2 separate regions of the Zea mays genome follow, and region 2 is linked to region 1. A link is a contact called in public Hi-C data. All regions are on one chromosome and are shown on one strand. Each heading gives the region's core, a stretch centred on a gene start, on an enhancer-like site or on the middle of the called end of the contact. The rest is flanking DNA. Distances are from core to core; before and after follow the strand shown.

Region 1 (5,583 bases), core at 2,232-4,731:
ACCAACACCCTTATTTTAAAAAAGAGTTTTTCAAATTGGTATCTTATTGTGTTCAAAAGGGGAGAAAGTAGCACCTTCAAAAGTTTGATATCTTAAAACCCTCTTGAACACTAAGAGGAGGATTTCATTGAAAGGGAGTTTTGTTTAGTAAAAGGAAAAGCATTTGAAACAGGGGGAGAAAATTTCAAATCTTGAAAATGCTTCTCAAAATCTTATTCATTTATCCTTTGACTATTTTGCAAAACACTTTGAAAAGAATTTCCAAAAGAGTTTGCAAAAACAAAACAATTGGTGCAAGCATGATCTAAAACATTCATGCAAATCTTATGAAATAATAGATTGGTTTAATTCCAAGCAATCTTTGCACATATATTATGCAAACTAGTTCAATTATGCACTTATATATTTGCTTTGGTTTGTGTTGGCATCAATCACCAAAAAGGGGGAGATTGAAAGGGAAATAGGGTCAAACCTTTTCCTAATTGATTTTGGTGGTTGAATTGCCCAACACAAATAATTGGACTAACTAGTTTGTTCAAGATTATATATTCTACAGGTGCCAAAGGTTCAACACAAACCAATCAAAAGAACAAGTTAGGTCTCAAAAGGAAGGAGCAAAAAGGGAACCGAAGGCTGCCCTGGTCTGGCGCACCGGACAGTCCGGTGTGCCACCGGACAGTGTCTGGTGCACCAGGGTGCTTCAGCTCGAACTCTTCACCTTCGGATTTCCCAGGCGCAGCTCTGCTATAATTCACCGGACTGTCCGGTGCACCAGCGGAGCAACGGCTATCTGCGCGCAACGGTCGACTCTGCAAAGTGAACAGTACCGCGGCAGAAGTCAGAGCAGCGGTCAGAGGGGCACCGGACTGTCCGGTGCGACACCGGACTGTCTGGTGCCACATGAGGACAAAGCCTCCAACGGTCGACCAGCTCCAAGCCCTAACGGCAGGATGACGTGGCGGCGCACCGGACTGTCCGGTGCGCCCTTCGCCAGCAGAGTTCACCAACGGCTAGTTTTTGGTTGGTGGCTATAAATACCACCCCAACCGGCCACTTCAAGGTGAGGGAGCCCAAGCAACATTCCAAGTCATCTAGTTGACATACTCAAGCCCTCCCAACCACATTATTCATTGATCCATACTATACACAAGATTTAGACCACTACAACCAACACAAGTGCCACAAAAGAGAGAGCAAGCAAAAGAGAGCTACTCATTTGAGTTTAGCACTAGTGCCTTGTGAGATTCATTGAGAGATAGTGTGTGCTACATCTTTGTGTTCATTTGTGCGTGGAGTATTGACTCCCATTGAACTTCCTCCAAAGTTTTGGAGGCCTTGTAAAAGCTAGCAAGAGACACCAAAGAGTGTGGTGGTCCTTGCGGGATCGAGAGTGATCCTTGAGAAGAAGAAGAGCTCGCCGATCCTTGGGTGATCGGTGGAGAGAGGGAAAGGGTTGAAAAAGACCCGTCCTTAGTGGACTCCTCAACGGGGACTAGGCCTTCAAGGGCCGAACCTCGGTAAAACAAATCATCCGTGTCTATTGTGTTTATTGCTTGTGATTTGTTTATTTTCCTTTCCTCTAAGTTTTCTTGCGCTATTCTTTGTCAATATCATTTGGTGTTGCTTCAAGTTAAATTCTCATTTAGTGAAGCAACACTTCGCAAGAAAGTATTGCTCTTCCCATCTAAGCCTTCTTGCTTTATTATTCATATACCTATTAGTTGTATTGATTATCAATTCCGCATTATTTCAAAGCAACATTATTTACAAGCAAAGAACTTAGTTTTTATATTCCGATAATTATATATCTTGTTCTAACCACTAATGAAGGGATCTAGTTGGGGGATAAAGTTTTAATTTTCAGGTTTTGCCTATCCACCCCCCTCTAGGCGACTTTCAGAAATCCTTGATTCTGTTGCATAACATTGACGTCATGCACTAGGAACGAAATATGAGTGAAAGCATTATCAGCACTTGCCTGAATAACACTGACAAAACAAAGACAACCCTAAGGCTAGAAAAGATTGGCCTTAATTTGTAGTCGACCAACTTTGGAGCTAGGAGAGAACGAGAAGAAGCCACATGTTGCTTACAGTCTTAAACCTAAAATGAAGAAACAATTGATAAAATGGTTGAAAACCTAAAGTTCCCTGATGGTTACGTCGCGAGCTTTAGAAGGTCTGTGAATTTGAAGACGGTCAAGTTTTTCGGGTTGAAGAGTCATGACAACCACAGAATTATGGAAAGACTCCTTCCTGTTATGTTCCGTGGTTTTGTAAAAGATGATGTGTGGAAAGCGTTAGTGGAGCTAAGCTGCTTTTATAGACATCTTTGTGCTAAAGAAATAAAGAAAGAGATGGTGGAGAAGCTTAAGCAACAAATACCGGTTTTGGTATGCAAACTTGAAAATATATTTCCTTCGTCCGATGCAACATATACTTGTTTACCTACTATACGAAGCTAAGGTAGGTGGTTTTGTCGAGTATAGATGGATGTATCACATCGAAAGGACACTAAAGAAGCTACGTGCAATGGTTGGTAATAAGAGACGAGTTGAAGGGTGCATCTTCGAGGGATTCAAATACAAAGAGATATCATCATTCACGAACCTGTACTGGAGGCTGTCGGACATAACGCGGGTTATCTCCGACGGCTTGTATGGAGACTGTGGGACATAATGCGGTGGGGCCCACTAGCGATCGCTACGACCGTTAACGGTCACAAATGTCAACGGTCCTTTCCGACCGTCGGATATAATTTATGTTCGATGGCAGCCGTCAGACATAATGTTATTTCCGATCTATTAAGGTCGAGAGACGGCTGCCGTCGGACATAATACTATTTCCGAACTATTAAGGCCAAGGGACGACTGATGATGGATATAAGCCGAAAGCTGTCGTAAATAGCTTATTTTTGACGGTATAAGCCTTATTTCCGACGTACGTAATGTGATTTGTCTTCTTTTGTTGTTGAAGATCCGGAGGCCAGTTTTTCGATAAAAAAGAGACCATAAAGAAGAAGAACTAAGTTGTTAACGAAAAAGAACAAAGGAAACAATGCCTGCAACTAACCATATGCAAGCATGATGAGATTCGAGAGGCAACACGCAGTCACGCACGCACAGACTGAGGCTTTGGATTTTTGGCAGCGGTCGCACACAAGGGGATCACGGCAAGGGGCACATAGCACATTTGGCAAGCAAGCAATCGCATGGATTCCATTTGGAGCGACGTATCAGAAACATGACATGGAGATGCTTGTAGCGGCGAGCAGACCACACGATCAACGATGCCGATGCAAGACTCTACTACCACGCCGTCTTTCCCCTCTCTCTCTGGTTCCTTTCCTTAACTTTGCCTCTCTCGCCCGCTCTCCGGCCGCTGCTGCACAAAAGTTGCTTGCGCAGAGGCTGGGCTGTGTGCAAGGGATAGAAAGGGCATGTGCACTGCTCACTGCTGTGCATGCATGCCCGGTAACAAGTCGATCACTTGACCGTCGAAACGACCAGACCACGTTCACAGTACTCCTACGTGCGTGTGTGAGCGTGTCAGTAGCTAGCTCCATAGGCCACCAATGCTGCTGCTGCTGCCAATCTCTTGCACTTGCTGAAAATTCAGATGCTGCTGCTGCATGCACTGTAATCTCTCGTCCATCTTCATATGACAGACGTTTAGGTTACTATTTAGGATGGAGAATATAACTGAATAAGCTAAAACAGCACGTATAGTAGTGCATGTTGTTGTCCAAAGCAAGCCAAGGATCGAATCTTATCGAACACAGCTGGATGGGACTTAAAGCAAATGCTGAGTCGTCAAATTGCATTCCTCTTGGTGTAGTAGTAGAATATTGAGAGAGAGAGAGAGAGAGAGAGAGAGAGAGAGAGAGAGAGAGAGAGAGAGAGAGAGAGAGAGAGAGAGAGAGAGAGAGAGAGAGATAGCAGGTCGTGGGTGGATCCAGACGACGACAATGGAATTCGTTTCTTCTTGGGCCTAGAGCTGGTCAAACGGAGAGCATAGTGGTCTCTGAAAGATCTGCTTGTTGCTGAGATTCTACTACTACGAGCTGTCGCAGCTACACTACCACGCCTGCCTGCCTGACTACGGATCGGAACGGAGTACATGACATGCAGTTCCATCACCAGCCAGCAGCTCATGAATGCAACGCATGCATCAGATCAGATTAGAGCCCCATTCCGCCACACGCAGCCAAGCAGGCCGGCAGGGTTGTAGCTGGACTGGTCACTCACCAGTCACCACTCACCAGTCACCACTGACCAGCGGGAGGGAGCTTGCAGTCTCCATCCGGTTCCGGGAGCCGAAAGCCTCTGAAATGAAACGAAACAAGGGGGAAAAGAAAGCTGGAAACCTAAAAGGGATCCGAAAGCCCAAGGCTTGTACATACGTTATACGTAGACGTAGGCGGCCCAGCCCAGGAGGCCGGTAGTAGTCCTACGTACTCCTACTCGAATTCACGCGACTGTTCTAAAAATGACACACTTGTGATAATTCAGGTATCATCACGTGGATTATTTACTAGGTGGGTGCATGTGCTATGCTAAAATAGGTAGTACATGTTTTAGGCCCTGTTAATTTCATTTCAAAATTATATGATCCAACTTATGGATTATATAAGTACCTAGTGATCTGCTTATAGATTATTATAATCTAGATATCTGAATTGCATAATCCATCTATCTCAAATTATTTATAATCTAGCTAGAGGGTAAACAAAGCATTCGGACGGACAGAACTCGATCGGATGAGTTAAACAGCGCATCGATCATCGGCCGGTTCCTATAATTAAAAGGCTAGGGTTACACCACCCATGTTTTTTTTATATTGTCTTCATTAGGTCTCACCGGCTATTAATTAATTTCCTCTGCACTAACAGCACGGCAATGGTACAAGCCTACTTTTGATTCCAAGAGAAATGCTTTTATGCTTATCGCTCCATCACCCGTCAAAGTCAGCTGATATAAAAACCAAATATGGTACGCAGCTTTACAATTAGGTTAGACATCACCCTGATTGTTATGGTCTTTTTAACTAATTCTATATTATGTTTTGTACTTGCTTATTTTTGAAGTATAAGACACTACCCAAACAGTCTACTCTCAGAAAACACTCGTCAAACTGTTTGCTGAGTGTGACTCTCGGCAAAGAGAACTTGGTGAACTATACATCAGTAACTGTCTCTTTATCGAGTGTTTTTTGTCGAGCACTCGGCAAAGTCTTTATCGAGTGTCATCTGGTGCTCGGCAAAAGAAAAGTCATCGTGACGGCGACAAGTAACAGTGATAGAGACCTTACCAAGTTTACTCACTGACACTCAGCAAAGAGTGAGCATTTGCCGAGTGCCTGTCGGCATGGCACTGGGCAATGAAAGCTCCAGTGAACCCTTTTGCCAGTTTCTTTGTCGAGTGGCACGACTACAGCACTCGGCAAAGTGACCAGAAAACCTATTTTTATTTTTTATTATTCCATCCAAACAAACAAAACATATAACACATATGCATCACAGAGTTCACAGAATCATCACATACATCATAGAGACTACATATCTCACAAGACCACAAATCTCACA
Region 2 (5,793 bases), core at 1,914-4,413, 90 kb before region 1:
TCATGTGTATTTGAAGACAGAGAGGGAGTAGCAAATAAAAACAAACAATTATTTAACAGAATAGCCAATACACTTTCTTGCTGAATGAGTAGAAATGATGAATCCTGCCAATTAACAGACTAGTTCTAAGGTATGCATGAAAACAACCCTCCATGTGGGGAATGGAATTTTTGTGACAGGAATGGTTACTTTCCAACTTCTGGATAAAGAACAAATGCATTATCAGATGCACAATATAAGATCTACTATTTATTCGAATGGTTAAAACAGAATGGTGGAAAAGCTGAAACTTTACGTCAGAGCCCGGACATTCCTATTCAAGCATCTAATGTTGACTACATGCAGTAATCTTAAATTGACCTCCCAATATGACACTACCAAGTTGTTCCCTTGGCTTTAATCCGAAAGGACTTCTACTGTTTCTACAATGTTTTGTCTATATGGATTGCAGCTGCAGCAGTACCAACAGCTAGCTTTAATCTGAAGTGAAGGCTTTAACCCGAAATAGTTTCTACTATTTATACAATATTTTGTCTCTATAGATTGCAATTGAGGTAGTTACGAACAACTAGCTTTAATCCGGACTGAACCAAAAGACACAACACAGATACATTAGATCCTACCATTTCACGATTCAGAAACAGGTGCAATAACTAAGCTAAACCATCAGTGGCTGAGGCATAGCAGCTTTCTGAGACTGGAGATTTCGGGGTGATTTCTGTTGTAGGAAATATCTGAACATGCACTAAAACCAATATAAGACGCCTATCTATAGATCAGCGGCCTATGCTCCTGTACACAGCTTGGCACAGCCAGAGTGGCGTAGAACAGTTCCACACAGATCTCCCCCCTGGCCCTGTGTAGCATAAACACAAATCTGCAAATACACTGTAGTAGCTGCACCGCCTGCACGTCCAGATGCAAAGCAGGCCGGCAGCACCCCCCGGAAGACACGAACGGCGACTATCTCTCTCTCACACACACACACTGAGACGCCTGTGCTGCTGCAACCCAGCACGATGGCAGTAGGAGTAGGAGTACTACAGTTGAGACAGGTGAAGAAGAACAGGTCAGCCATGGCACCATTTCCCAATGCACCTCTGATCTGTCTCTAATCTAGTACTGTACAGCTGAGATGCAAGAAAAGAAGAGATGCATGGGACGGGAGAGACGGGATGCTGCTAGCTACGACTAGAGTAGCAGCAGCAGCTATACCTACACAGTACACACAAAGATGTAACGAGCGAAACGAAACAGACGGATTCTCATGCCTTGGAAGTTGGAACCCTAAATAATCAACATCAGAGGCAGGCAGGCAAGCAAGCAAGCTTGCTGTCACTTGTCAATTGTCAGTTGAAAAAGAAAGGCTAAAGAGAGCAGTCAAGGAGTAGCTTGTGCTGGATCCAACCCATCAGGTAATAATATTATTAATAATAATAGGATAAGATAATGCCAGCGGAGATGGTGATTAAACAATGGCGAGGAACGAGAGGAGGCTCTGGCCATGCGACACGGCGCCTCACTGTGCCCTCGATGCCAACCAAAAGCTCATCCCGTGGCTAACCCTTTCGTGATTAGACTATGTATTAGCGCGTGCTGGGGGTTATCTGATTGGTGGTTAATTGGATTTTTTTAATTAGGAGGATGTGATTAAAGTAATGGCGAGGGAAGGGTCAGAAGGGCGGGCAGGTGCAGGTTAGCTACTAGCTCACAATGGCAATGATCCACATCCACCCCCACTATCTAGAAAGCAGCCATTCCCAATGCGGCAATCCTCATCCTAGTATGTGTGGTTGTGGCGATATAAAAACACGCGGCCGCCGTACGTACCGCCGCCATGCCATGTACGAGCGGTGCCGGCGAGAGCGGAAGGAGGAGGGATCGAGCAGCAAGACGACCCCGATCGGTCGGTCGGTCCATCTATCTTACCGGCGAGCGAGAGGCGCGCTGAGGAGGAGCCGCCGCCGCCGGAGATGCAGTCGAGCTGCGCCTCCACCCGCTTGAGGAACTCCATGGCCTCGTCGATCGGCCGGGTGAGCTCCTCCCGGTACTTGACGAGCATGTTACAGTACGCCTCCTGCACGCGAGCAATCATGCGTGGGATTGGAAGAGAGAGATGAAAATAGGTTAGACTCGAGCAGGCTGTGTGGATTGATGAACGGGGACGGGATCATGGGAACCGACCATGAACTGGTCCAGCTCCGGGTCGCGCGGCTCGTGGCGGCCCGGCGGGCGCGCGTCCAGCTTTGCCGCCATGGCCGTCAGCCTCTCCAGCACGTCCGGCGGCGCGCCCACCTGCAATCACACAGACACAGCGCGCGCATCATTTCATAGCCACCGTGCTGTCCTGTGACTGTGAGGGTGAGCGTGAGGACGCGACAGGCGTGGATAGATTTACGCATCAAATTAAGCAAATCTCGCTTCACGAATCAAGATATAAAAAAAGATGCGGTTTTTCCGACGGCAGGTCACGCCAGCCGGGGTCGGGGTAGCTCAAGCGAAGTACTTTCTGGCAGTCGAGGTAGGCGGCGAGGAGCGCCGAGTACTGCGGGTGCGCCACGATCTTGGCCTTGATGGCCTCGGCCTCCGCTGCCGACATCTCGGCGCCGTGCCTGGCGTAGTGGTGGTGGTGCTGCTGCTGCTGGTGCTGCTGCGACGACGACGGGGCCGCGGCGGCGTGGTGCAGGAGCGCGAGCGGCGCGCCGTAGTACGCGGGGGACGCCGTCGACAGCGGCAGCTGCAGGAAAGACGAGGAGGACACGGCGGCTGCCGCCGCCTTGGAGTTGGAGCCCCCGCTGCTGCTCCCAGCTCCGGCCCCGAGATTCCCGAAGCTCTGATCCATGGACGAAAAGGAACCCTAGCGAGCGAGGGAGGGATGGACCGTGTCGCCGATCAGCAAGGAAGGACAGCGTCCGGTCACTTTAGATTCTCTCCCTCTCTCAACACTAAATCACTAATGGCGGCGGCCGTCGAGCGCACTCCCTGCCTCTCGCTCACAGTTTTGGAGAAGAGACGGGGGGAGAGGCGGCTAGATATTAATGGGGACGAGAGACGGAGGGGAGGGGAGGTGGAAGGGAAAGGGAAAGGTGTCCTCGGCTCCTCGCACTCGTAGCCGTAGAGGGCAGAGCAGCAGCGGCTGCACTGTGCACTACTGCCGGCCCTGTGTGGAATCGGAATGTGGATGGCTGGCTGGTGGCGACCTCTTTTCTCGCGTCAAATCTCACTGCAGCAGCGGCAGCACGGGACGTATGCCGCCGTATGGGTATTCATCTGAAAAAAAATTATATCCACGTACGTATGGCTGCTCCTCCATGAGAAAATGAACATGCATGCCTAGGTTAAACCAAAAGGACAATAATAACCCTCCATACAGATGTTAAAAGTGTTTCCAGTATAGAAAACCAATATAAAATATATTTTGAGTATTAACTGCTTCCTTTAACATATCGTTGTCTGCAAAAACAAAATCATTGCTATCTTAAAAGTTATTTGTTGCACAACTCTATTATTGTAACAAGTTTTATATATCTTAAAAGGGAACATATCATATGCAAAAACATTCGACGGTAGTCTTGCGTCACACGCATATGGGCCCTGATTGTTTCGGCTTCTGACAGCTTCTAGCCACCAAAAGCTGCTGCGGACTGCCAAACGTTCAGCTTTTTAGCCAGCTTCTATAAAATTCGTTAGGGAAAAAACCATCCAAAATCTACATAAACACATAATCGGTTGAGTCGCTGTAATAGTAGGAATCCGTCACTTTCTAAATCCTGAGCTATATGAACAACTTTATCTTCCTCCACACGTAATCGTAATGATACTCAGATTCTCCCACAGCCAGATTTTCAAAAAAGTTGGACAGAAAAAAGCTGAACCAAACAGGCCCATGGTTTCCTCCCATTGCTTCTCGCCTACCAGGCAGGCTGTTAATTCACATATAAACGTGAGAAACTATCCCAGCCCAATACGACAGGAAGTGTCACGCACCGTAGCGCTCTCATGTATCAGTCCGCTAGCTAAGTAGAACGGAGTCGTTCCGTTCTACTTGGCTCTTCAACCAAACACTACCTAAGGGCGACCAAGCAAGCTATAAAAAAGAGGATTCAACTCCTTTTCTACACAAACTTTTATCGATATTTTGGCTAAGATAAAATATAACATTTATTCTTATCAGTTTAATATTCAATCTATGGATTATATGTTCATTGTAATATTAAATTTAAGGTATTTTTTGGGGTCGTACTACATACACCAAGCGCACATCTGTTTTCCTCTCCCCGCTTCTCGTCTATCAGTGGGTCGTTAACCCACAGATGGCGAGCTATAATAAAGCGGTTGGCTCATTTTCAACTCATATCTTTCTCGACCTTTTGACTAAAATAAAGTATAATATTTGTTCTTTACCAGTTTAATATTTTATCTGATATGTGGAATATATGTTCACTTCAATATTAAATTTATTTTTATAATTATTTTTGTGGAAGTGTCTAACACACTGGTTTACTAGGCCGTCGCATCATGTGATTATATTTTCTCTTCGTTTAACTTTGTTTCTTTTTTTTTGACCAGAATCAAATTGTATAGAAAATTGTATTACCTTCTATAGAGTATAGACCCGATCGAATACATATAACATCAAAACATGTTTCATGAGAAATTTAATAAAAAATGATTCGATGTGAATGTCGATGTGTGTCATCTACCAATACATATTCCAAAAAATGTAGAAGCAGCAGTGCTCAAAATTCAATAAGACGGTGAAAGTTTGAAAATTTATCCGTTGTTATATAAAGGTTTTACGCGAGGAATGTGCATGCATGATCGGTGCCCTTTTTGCTAGCGAATGACTATTGCTGCTGCTGTATGTACCTGGAGAGGAGTCCTCAGTCCCGGGTCCCGGGCTTGTGAATTGTTGCATCCGGGTCATGTCATCTGCCGGCCGGGAGTGACCAGCCGGGAGACCAGGACAAACCACAGGACGCGTACTCGCACGTGTCGCAGCTCGCTAGCTTCTCGTCCGTGTCGATCGATGGAGTCGCATCGTGTGCCCTCCGTAAAACGCCCTGCAATGTGCATGTGTTACGTGCTCTCTCTCTCACACACACACACACACCGTTCCGTCGTCCGCTTTTCACCGCTGGGATGATTCTGGGAACGAGAGAGACAAAAGATGAAAAGATGAATCCTTGGGAAAGTAAAAAAATGCTTGTCATATATACCCAGCCTTTTTCCCCAACCGTCCCATGTTCTTCCTACTTTGTGTGTGCGAATATAAATTTTCACGCAACTCTTAGACTATCTCTAGTACTTACTCATCCACATACTTATATTCAAACTTTAATATGTAAACAGTATAGCCTACCGTGCAAATAGTACTTTTAGATAAATTTTAGGTAGACTGTGCACACGATCTTATGGCTAGTTTAGAAACTCGATTCTCCTTCAGAATTGGAGTTTAAGAAAAAAAATAGTTCTCTCGCCCAACCCTCTCTTGAAAAATACATTTCTTCTCAAAACAATAAAAGTTAATTAGCGATGATTTTGATTTAGACTAGGCATTTAAAGCATAGAAACTCATTATATATATGTGTGTGTGTCTTTTGAGTATTTGGGTGTTTAGGTTTATAATAGGAACAGGGTGTGGCAAAACCTTCTATGTAAGAAACACATGTTTATCAAATCCCTAATTCAAGTGCAACATAGGCCAGAGCATTTGCATTTTTGAGTGGCCTCGTGAAGGTCAAGGATGTTTTTTTGGCGAGTGGAAGCTTCGAAAAACTATGTTTTAGGGGG

What was found. A called contact is a pair of places that touch in the nucleus more often than the background predicts.
Region 2: a contact with region 1 is called in a Hi-C map of tassel, with 2.3 times the contacts expected there. The contact joins the promoter of LOC542255 here to the enhancer-like site in region 1. A contact is called at or near these places in 10 of 25 Hi-C or Micro-C datasets (bundle sheath, ear, endosperm and 4 more) and 1 of 3 datasets of contacts at active chromatin or transcription factors (leaf).

The regions. Positions count from the first base shown.
Region 1 is chr7:3,689,794-3,695,376 of Zm-B73-REFERENCE-NAM-5.0, reverse strand. No RefSeq gene overlaps it. Among protein-coding and RNA genes, the nearest start is that of LOC103631921, 13 kb to the right of the region's middle. Within about 2 kb of position 3,481, at least 4 of the 20 cell types and tissues checked have an H3K27ac peak or open chromatin away from gene starts, as enhancers often do. A contact at or near this core is called in ear and tassel, where this site is marked.
Region 2 is chr7:3,779,056-3,784,848 of Zm-B73-REFERENCE-NAM-5.0, reverse strand. It overlaps LOC542255 (rough sheath 1), which reads right to left and starts at 3,163. Exons shown (of 5, transcript NM_001111861.2): 1 at 2,507-3,163; 2 at 2,185-2,295; 3 at 1,930-2,077. The coding sequence starts at 2,842.